3 separate regions of the Gossypium hirsutum genome follow, and all the other regions are linked to region 2. A link is a contact called in public Hi-C data. All regions are on one chromosome and are shown on one strand. The core of a region is the stretch at or near the end of the contact, and the rest is flanking DNA. Distances in the headings are between cores, read along the strand shown. Region 1 holds the start of LOC107949804. Region 2 holds the start of LOC107949815 (probable xyloglucan 6-xylosyltransferase 5). Region 3 holds the start of LOC107949806 (40S ribosomal protein S2-2).

The links. A called contact is a pair of places that touch in the nucleus more often than the background predicts.
Region 1: a Hi-C map of leaf shows a contact between it and region 2, with 2.3 times the contacts expected there. The contact joins the promoter of LOC107949804 here to the promoter of LOC107949815 in region 2. A contact is called at or near these places in 2 of 34 Hi-C or Micro-C datasets (callus and leaf).
Region 3: a Hi-C map of leaf shows a contact between it and region 2, with 2.4 times the contacts expected there. The contact joins the promoter of LOC107949806 here to the promoter of LOC107949815 in region 2. A contact is called at or near these places in 3 of 34 Hi-C or Micro-C datasets (all in leaf).

Annotation. Positions count from the first base shown.
Region 1 is chrD03:38,666,023-38,668,722 of Gossypium_hirsutum_v2.1, forward strand. It overlaps LOC107949804, which reads left to right and starts at 1,271. Exons shown (of 4, transcript XM_016884569.2): 1 at 1,271-1,628.
Region 2 is chrD03:38,441,979-38,444,678 of Gossypium_hirsutum_v2.1, forward strand. It overlaps LOC107949815 (probable xyloglucan 6-xylosyltransferase 5), which reads right to left and starts at 1,424. Exons shown (of 1, transcript XM_016884581.2): 1 at 1-1,424. The coding sequence starts at 1,103.
Region 3 is chrD03:38,598,799-38,601,498 of Gossypium_hirsutum_v2.1, forward strand. It overlaps LOC107949806 (40S ribosomal protein S2-2), which reads left to right and starts at 1,436. Exons shown (of 2, transcript XM_016884571.2): 1 at 1,436-2,305. The coding sequence starts at 1,655. All of the region lies in intron 1 of LOC121215480 (a long non-coding RNA gene), which reads right to left.

The DNA of each region.
Region 1 (2,700 bases), core at 21-2,520, 220 kb after region 2:
CCTTTTCTATATAATAATCATACTAAAATTTAAACTTAAAACACCCTATATTAATTTTATTATTGCAACTAAAGTATGAACCGAATTTTTAATAAATATATTTGTTTAATTTTATACTAATTTATTCCTCATAATCCCAAAAGACATGTCCTTAAGTGTAACAAAAATAAAAAATGAGGGGTTATTTTAGGAGTTAAGAAAAATCTGAAATTACATGCTTTTCACTTTAAAATTGAAATGGGGGTCCCACTGCTGACCAATGGCATAATAGATAAGATATACTTTGGGCCAAAATTTGGAAAAACCATAGTTGGTTCTCCTCTTGTCTTTTTCTCCAATTAATTTTCTTTAACTCCAAAAATTTAAATGATTTTAACTAGTATTTTAAATATACATTTAGAAAAAAAATTTAAAATACTCATTTTAAAAATAAAATATATATTTTTAAATATTAAATATAGACTTTAGATTTGCACCTTTCATATAAATCAATCACTTAAAATATAATATTTAAACATTAAAAAAAGACATCGAATTTATTATTAATCATATAAATACAATCACTTTATGATTTTTAAGGAATATATTTTAAGAAAAACTCAATTCATATGTTGACAACTTAAATTTCATAATCTATATGTCTTAAAAAAACCCACAATTTTCTTAAATTTAATTTTTATAGTTAAATATATTGCTTAAGAAAACAAAGGAAATGAGATTTTAGGTGGTGTTTTAATCGTAAAAATATAAATGGTTGGGAGGCTCAACTTAAAAGTTTTATACAAATTAAAATTGCAATAAACTCACTACTTGCCAATTATATAGTCGTTTATTAATAATATAGTGTTTATACTTTAACTTCTTACTAGATCCAATTCAGCTATTATCTCTAAGTTATATATTTTAGTCCCTACCCTTCAATTTCTATATTTTTTTAATTTTAAATTTTTAATTCTGAATTAAACGGTTATTAATAAATTCATTACCTAAAATGTCAGATTTTAAGTGGATTTTATGTGGAAATAAAAAAAAAACCCCATATATCATTACACATATACAAATGTAACTGTTACGGCTCGAATAAAAATTAAAAATTTAGAATTCGAATAAGTAAAAGATTAAAACTACCAAATCAAGGATTAAATCTACAATATGTGGGTACTAAAGTGACTAATTGCAAATTTGACCTAAAAAAAGTAAAAATAAAACCATGCCAACATTTTCTGGAACTTAAAAAAAGAAAGAAAGAAAAAATCCAAAAACCTGAAGAGAGAGAAAAAGGGAAATGTATGTATGTATATATAAATATTCTTTTTCTTTCATGTTTTCTCATGTAATTTTCTTTTTGATTTTCATTTGTTTCTTTCTGCCTTCTTTTAATATTTCTTCTCTTTCAAAATCTTCCTAGAAAAAATGCAGCCAGCAGATCCAAACCCCCCCCATTTTTTATCTACTTTTTTCATGGAGTATCAGAAATACCCACACTTCATTTTTTCTCCTCCTTTCTGTTTCTGATCCATTTCCGAAGCCTTTTACAAGGGATACCCATACATAGTTTTCCTCCTACTTTGCAGAAAAAAACTAAGTCAATGAGCTCAGAAAAAGTTGTTTTTATCTTTATTTTTAAGGTATGATTAAAAAGACCACTCTTTTAATGCCTTTACTGGGTTCCTTTCTTCTTCTTCTTCTTCTTTCTACTTTTGTGGAGTTCTTCAATAAATTTTTAGCTGCTTATATTTGGATAGTCTTTTTAATGCTTAGACACTGAAGATATATCCAAATGGGTTTTTAATTTAATTTTGTTTTTTTCCTTTTAGGATTTAAATTTTATTATTTCGATTGGGTATTTATAAATGTGGAAGATATGGATTATAAGCATAATGTTGTTGTTTTTGGCATTTTGGTTGATGTTTAATAAAATTTCCTTCAGATTTCATAGTTTTTTCTTTCTTTTACTTTCTCTTGAATTGTTCTATTAATGGATTGAAGGGTATCTAATGCTACCATGTTTTTTTTTTAAGTTGATTTTTTTGTGGTTTTATTGATATGTGGCAGAACTTCAATAAATATCAATTTATCTCCTTTTGTTCCATATTTTTATTGATCAATAATCATTAACATTTTCTTTACTAGTTTATGACTTAATTAAAGCTTAATATAATTATTCATATGAAACCTGATATTTGTTTAACTCATATGTATAGATATAGATGCATATACATTTATATATATATATATACTTATTCTTAGTTTCTTGTAGTATTAGATGGTGTTTTAGTGCTTTAGGAAGATTGTAAACTTTTTGTGTTCTTATCAACAGTTAATTAGCAGAATAGTAGAATAATGGCTTTGATATATAATACAAATTAAATTGCAATGTTGCTGCCTGCTGGATGTTCTATTGTATAAAGCTTAGAGGAGCGCACACACACACACGCGCGCGCGTATATATGGATATATTTGTAGATCTTGTTTGTTTCAATATTTTTTTTTTCTTTTATGCTCCTAAATTTGCTTGGAAGACCTGAAAAAACTGCCTTAATTTGAAGGCACATTGCCTATCAACATATGGGGGTGTTCGTTAGTTCATGATGTTACTCGGTTTCTTCATTTTCCCTAAAGTGTTTGTGTCCAAGACATATTCGGACATACAAATGAGGAATGATCCTCCAAATATATGAACTTAAAAAAAATTATGCA
Region 2 (2,700 bases), core at 174-2,673:
AAACCTGGATGATATTTCTCCATCATCTCCTCGTACCTATCAACCAAACCTGCCCAATAACCATGCAAATAATACTGATTCTCGAGAAACACTTTATCCATCCACATTTCCTTTTGAGAAAGCAACAAGTAAATCAAAGCTGACTGGTCATCGGCTTCAAACGCCGGCCTTCCTTTCAAGTTAGCAGTCAAAACCTTCCCGGCTTCCTCACGAATAGAACCCTTAGGTCCCATTGGCGCCCACGCGTCAAGCAAATCCAACGACCACTGGCAGTTCCTAAACAGGAAACTCCCCGTATTCAAAGCAATCCACGACTTCTGCTCGAACATTAAATCGGGGTAACCATGAACAACCAAATTATACTTATCATACTTGGACAAAGGAATCTCAAACACCATATCTGTAAAAAAAGCATCACTATCCATCCACCAAATCCACTCAACTTCAGGATGAGACAACATTAATCTCCTAATTAATGGCAATTTCGCCCAATACCCAGCCAACTCCTTATCTAAATGAGCCATATTATAAACAATTTCAACCCCATGAAGCCTACAATAATCGATCTTATTCTTTATCGCTTTCAACAAATAATGATCTCCTATAGCATTATCACAAGGGTTTGGGGGCGACCCAGTAACAAGTAAGATCCGAGCTTTGCCATTAACAAAATTAGGGAATTCGGGGTTTTCTGAAAGCCAAACCTTACGTTGCTGGTCCCAGTCCGAGATTTTGGGTCCGAGCGTGTAGGTAGTATTGGGATTGATCTCGGTTTCAGGAGGTTCGTCCGGATCGGTAGGGTCGGAGTCGGAGCGGATCTCAGCTAGGATCCGGCTCGTTTCTTCGATTAGGTTTTGGTTAACAGCATCGGCTTCGGAGCTTCCCAAATTGCCAACGCCGATTGTACCCCGTAGAACAAGTATGGTAACGAAGCCGCAGAGGATCGTGATTTTAATGTTGTTGAAGGTCTTGTGGATCTGCCTCCCACGCGGCATTCCGGCTAATACACGGGATCTTCCGCCACCAGCAGCGGCGTTGTTGGTCGTGGGTAAGCCACCGCCGGTGGAAGATCTCTTTTGGGGAGTGAAACTGTCTTGACCCATAAAGGTTAGACCCTCAAAATAAGTAAAAACAGAGCAAGGAAAGAAATCCCAAGCGTCGTTTTTCTACAAACATAAATCTCTCGAACTGAATCTCTTTCTCTACAAGCTAAGCTCTCATCAATGGCGTTTGCACTGAAACCGGGATACTCCTATATCTTCGTTTGTTTTTGGATTTTTTGAGATTTTAAAGTGGAGAGAGAGAGAGAGATGAGTGAGAATTTTAAACTAAAGAATTGAATTGAAGGAGACGAAGAGGGATGGAAAGTGAGATCGGAGAAAACATGTTAATGTCCTAACACTTGACTGTCTTTTCTCATTGTTTTATTTGTTTAATTATATTCATAGATATCATTTTACTTATTATTTTAAAAATCACTTGTAATACATTATTTACTGCATCATTACTAGGTTTAGTCAATACATTAACAATTAATTTTCATAATTCAACCTAAAAAATCCAAAGTATTTAACAGGTTAAATCTAAAAATTAAATAAATTCATAAATAATTTTTAATTTATTTATTCATCAAGTCAATCCTAAAAACTAAATTAAACATTAATAAATTAATATAATTAACTTTGAGTACCGAAATATAAAACTATTTTTAAATGCATGTATTAACTTTTTTATATTATAAAATTTTATAAATACGTTTATGAAGAAAAAATGATTTGTCACATGGTAGTAAGGAGAGAGCGCCCAATTCTATAAAATTGGAAGTGCAATTTCATGAGACAACTTTTAATATATTTTATATTGATAGTAATTTTTAAAAAAATACATATTCAATTATAGTTTACGGCTCCATTTAATGTGATTTAGATTAACCAAATCCAAAAGCATTTACTGTTACTGAAGTTAGGTGCGAAAAATGAAGCAGCGGGGCAGTGTCGGCGGGCGCCTCCATCTCCATGGACTAAATTTGCGCAACACAGCTAGCTCCAACGCGTTGATTTCCGGGATCCAACTTGTCCCCAACGCAAAACCAAAAAGTGGTAAATTCACTAAAATTAGTTAACAGCTCATGCCAACAACCGACGCAAGTAAAAGAGCGTGGACTGCACGTACATGGACAGGTCTCACTTGGAGGAATAAATAAATCTAATGGTGTTTATTATTTTTTAAATAAATTATATCAAGGTAAATACGATCGAAATAATTAAATATGCACTTTTTTTTGGATAAAGAATATTTATTACTTTTGTGTGATTTATTAGATTGGACAAGAAGGAGCCGGCCTTCGAACCCAGTTTCACGTGCCATGTGTCATCTGCAAAACAGATAACGTTCATGTGCTGCACTTCACCCAAAATTACAATCCGACAGAGAAGTGGATCGCAAGTTGCTCAGGGGATCAACACATCTCTTTCGTTCTCCATAAAGCTCCTAGAAGTCATAATAGAGGACCATCTGACATTTGTCAATTAAAGGAAATAAAATAGGATTAAAGAAAGAATTATTAGACATAAAATGAATAATAAGAGTAGCATCAACTTCAATGTCCAAATGTCTAAGATCCAATCTCCTAGCAGGGGTTCAGTTTCAATGTTGGTCGCAAACGGAATATGACAGTGAGAACCAATAATCCAAGAACCA
Region 3 (2,700 bases), core at 186-2,685, 160 kb after region 2:
GGTACCTAAAATTGAAGATGATAATAGTGAAAATAAAGAGATCTCGATAAGTCATGTCAATATGAGAAAATATGGAACTATGAGAATAGAAAGTTGTCAACAACAATTTTGCATGCAGTATAATTATTGAAATAATGAAAGAAAATGAGAATCTTTAATAAATTTGTCAATAAATATAGACATGAAATAAATTGGCTAGAATGAAAAGAAGCAATTCAAGTAAAATTAAATTCATAAAGTTTTTGAACTAGTAGTCCAAATGTCTAAAAGTATAAAACTAGTGAGGTATGAATGCGTAGTTTTGTGAAAACAAAATAAGAAAAACGAAAATTTTCGCTAAGTCCTAGCATTGAGTATGAAACGTATAATATTCTTTTATGGTGGATGCAATAACTTTTAGATATTTTATTACTTTAGCAGTTTATGAAAGATTTGACATACGTCTTATAATTGTTGTTACAATCTTTATATGAATTACTATATAGTGAAGTTTGAAATCCTTGAAGGATTTAGAATGTTAGAAGCATATAAAAATTCCCAAGAAATTATTCAATATGTTTGTGTAAACATTTATATGCATTGAAATGATTTGAACATATGGGGTAAATTCGACTTAGCGAATAATACTTGAAGAAAGATTATAAAAGGATTCAAATTACCAATATATATTTTTAAATATCATGATCAAGTTTTGCTATTATTATTATTGGAACTCCTAAAGAAATCAAAATATGTTTTCCTAAAATTCTTCCTCACTCATGACATTTAGAAGAACAATGATATAAACATTTATCAAACACCACACCATTCAAGTGATCATTAAAATGTTAGTATTCAAGATTAAATACATAGATATGTATTTAATAAATGTTGTTTGATAAATATTCATATCATCATTGGGTTTGTCCCATTGAATTTTCTCGGTAAAGTTTTTAACGAGTCCGTATGTTATATATATTATAAATATTTTTTCTTTCACTAGAACTTTTTTTTCCCGTAGGGCTTTTACTTTAGTAAGGTTTTAATAAAGCAATTAAGATAAGTTTGATATACTTTAGGGTTCTAGCAATAATTAAAAGTAGAGTTTTATTTCATTTATACTTTTTATGTATATAAATATAGACTTCAGGGAAACATTATAAACATTCCCATTAATGAATAAATTAGGTTCTCTTTTGTTCCCCAAATTTGGTTTTGTTATTTACTCTCTTTATTTTATAACAAAAACGAATAAAAACTAGGTTTTTATATTTTTATTGTCCATTTTTTGTAATTAATGAAACTTAAACCTCTAAATTTTTTAATTTTGTAAGAAAGATGATACAATTAAACCAACTATATAAAATTGTTAATATGAACTGCTTTTATTTTTTATGGATCGGTTTTAATTGGTTTTGAAAAAAAGGTTATATTGAACAAATTTCATTGGTTTTTTAAAATTATCTCTTATATATTGTTTCTAAATTTTATTTTCATAAACTTTTATAAATGTTTTTTTTTTGAGCTCGACAAATACAACGGAAGCCCATAGCCCATAAACTTTTTGTTAGCCCAAAAAATCAAAACCCTAACTTGCTCACTCTCTGCCTATAAAATCCTAACCCTAGCCGCTTCCATTTGTCTCAAACCCTAACCAAAGGCAAAAGGAAAAAAAATGGCAGAAAGAGGCGGAGGTGAACGCGGCGCTTTCAGGCGTGGCTTTGGTGGTGGTAGAGGTGACCGTGGTCCAAGAGGCAGGCGCCGCGGCCGCAAGGACGAAGAGGAAAAATGGGTACCCGTCACGAAACTTGGCCGCTTAGTCAAAGCCGGCAAGATCACATCCCTTGAGCAAATCTACCTCCATTCTCTCCCGATCAAGGAGTACCAAATCATCGACCAACTCGTCGGCCCTTCACTGAAAGACGAGGTCATGAAGATCACTCCAGTTCAGAAACAAACTCGCGCCGGTCAGCGTACGCGGTTCAAGGCCTTTGTCGTCGTCGGTGACGGAAATGGACACGTTGGACTCGGTGTCAAATGTAGCAAGGAAGTTGCGACGGCTATAAGAGGGGCAATCATATTGGCTAAGTTGTCAGTGATACCGGTTAGAAGAGGTTACTGGGGAAATAAGATCGGAAAACCTCATACTGTGCCATGCAAGGTTACCGGGAAATGTGGGTCCGTCACCGTTAGGATGGTGCCGGCTCCTAGAGGTGCTGGTATTGTGGCTGCTAGGGTTCCCAAAAAGGTGCTTCAGTTTGCTGGGATTGAAGATGTCTTCACTTCTTCAAGGGGTTCAACCAAAACTCTTGGAAACTTTGTCAAGGTATCAACTTTTTCTCCGAATATTTTTTATTTGATTTGATATTTTCGTAATTTAAGACTGTTTATGGGTTTATCTAGATCTGTTTGAATATGGGTTGCTTAATGTTCCAGTTTCTATTCATTAACTTTTGTTTTGTTGCCTACTGTTTCTTCTTTCATACGATGAGATATTATTGTTTGCTTGATTTATATGAAACATATATAGATCTATTTTAATAAGTATAATGTTAGTTAATTGAATTTAAATTTGTGATTTAGGTTAGGTGGTCGCCGATGCTTTGTATATCCTAGCATGTTTTGGGATTTGTGTTGTCTATGGTGAATATGAATGTGTTTTTCTATGTGTGCGTGTATGCATATATATTAAATAACCTTAAGATGTATAAACATGATAAT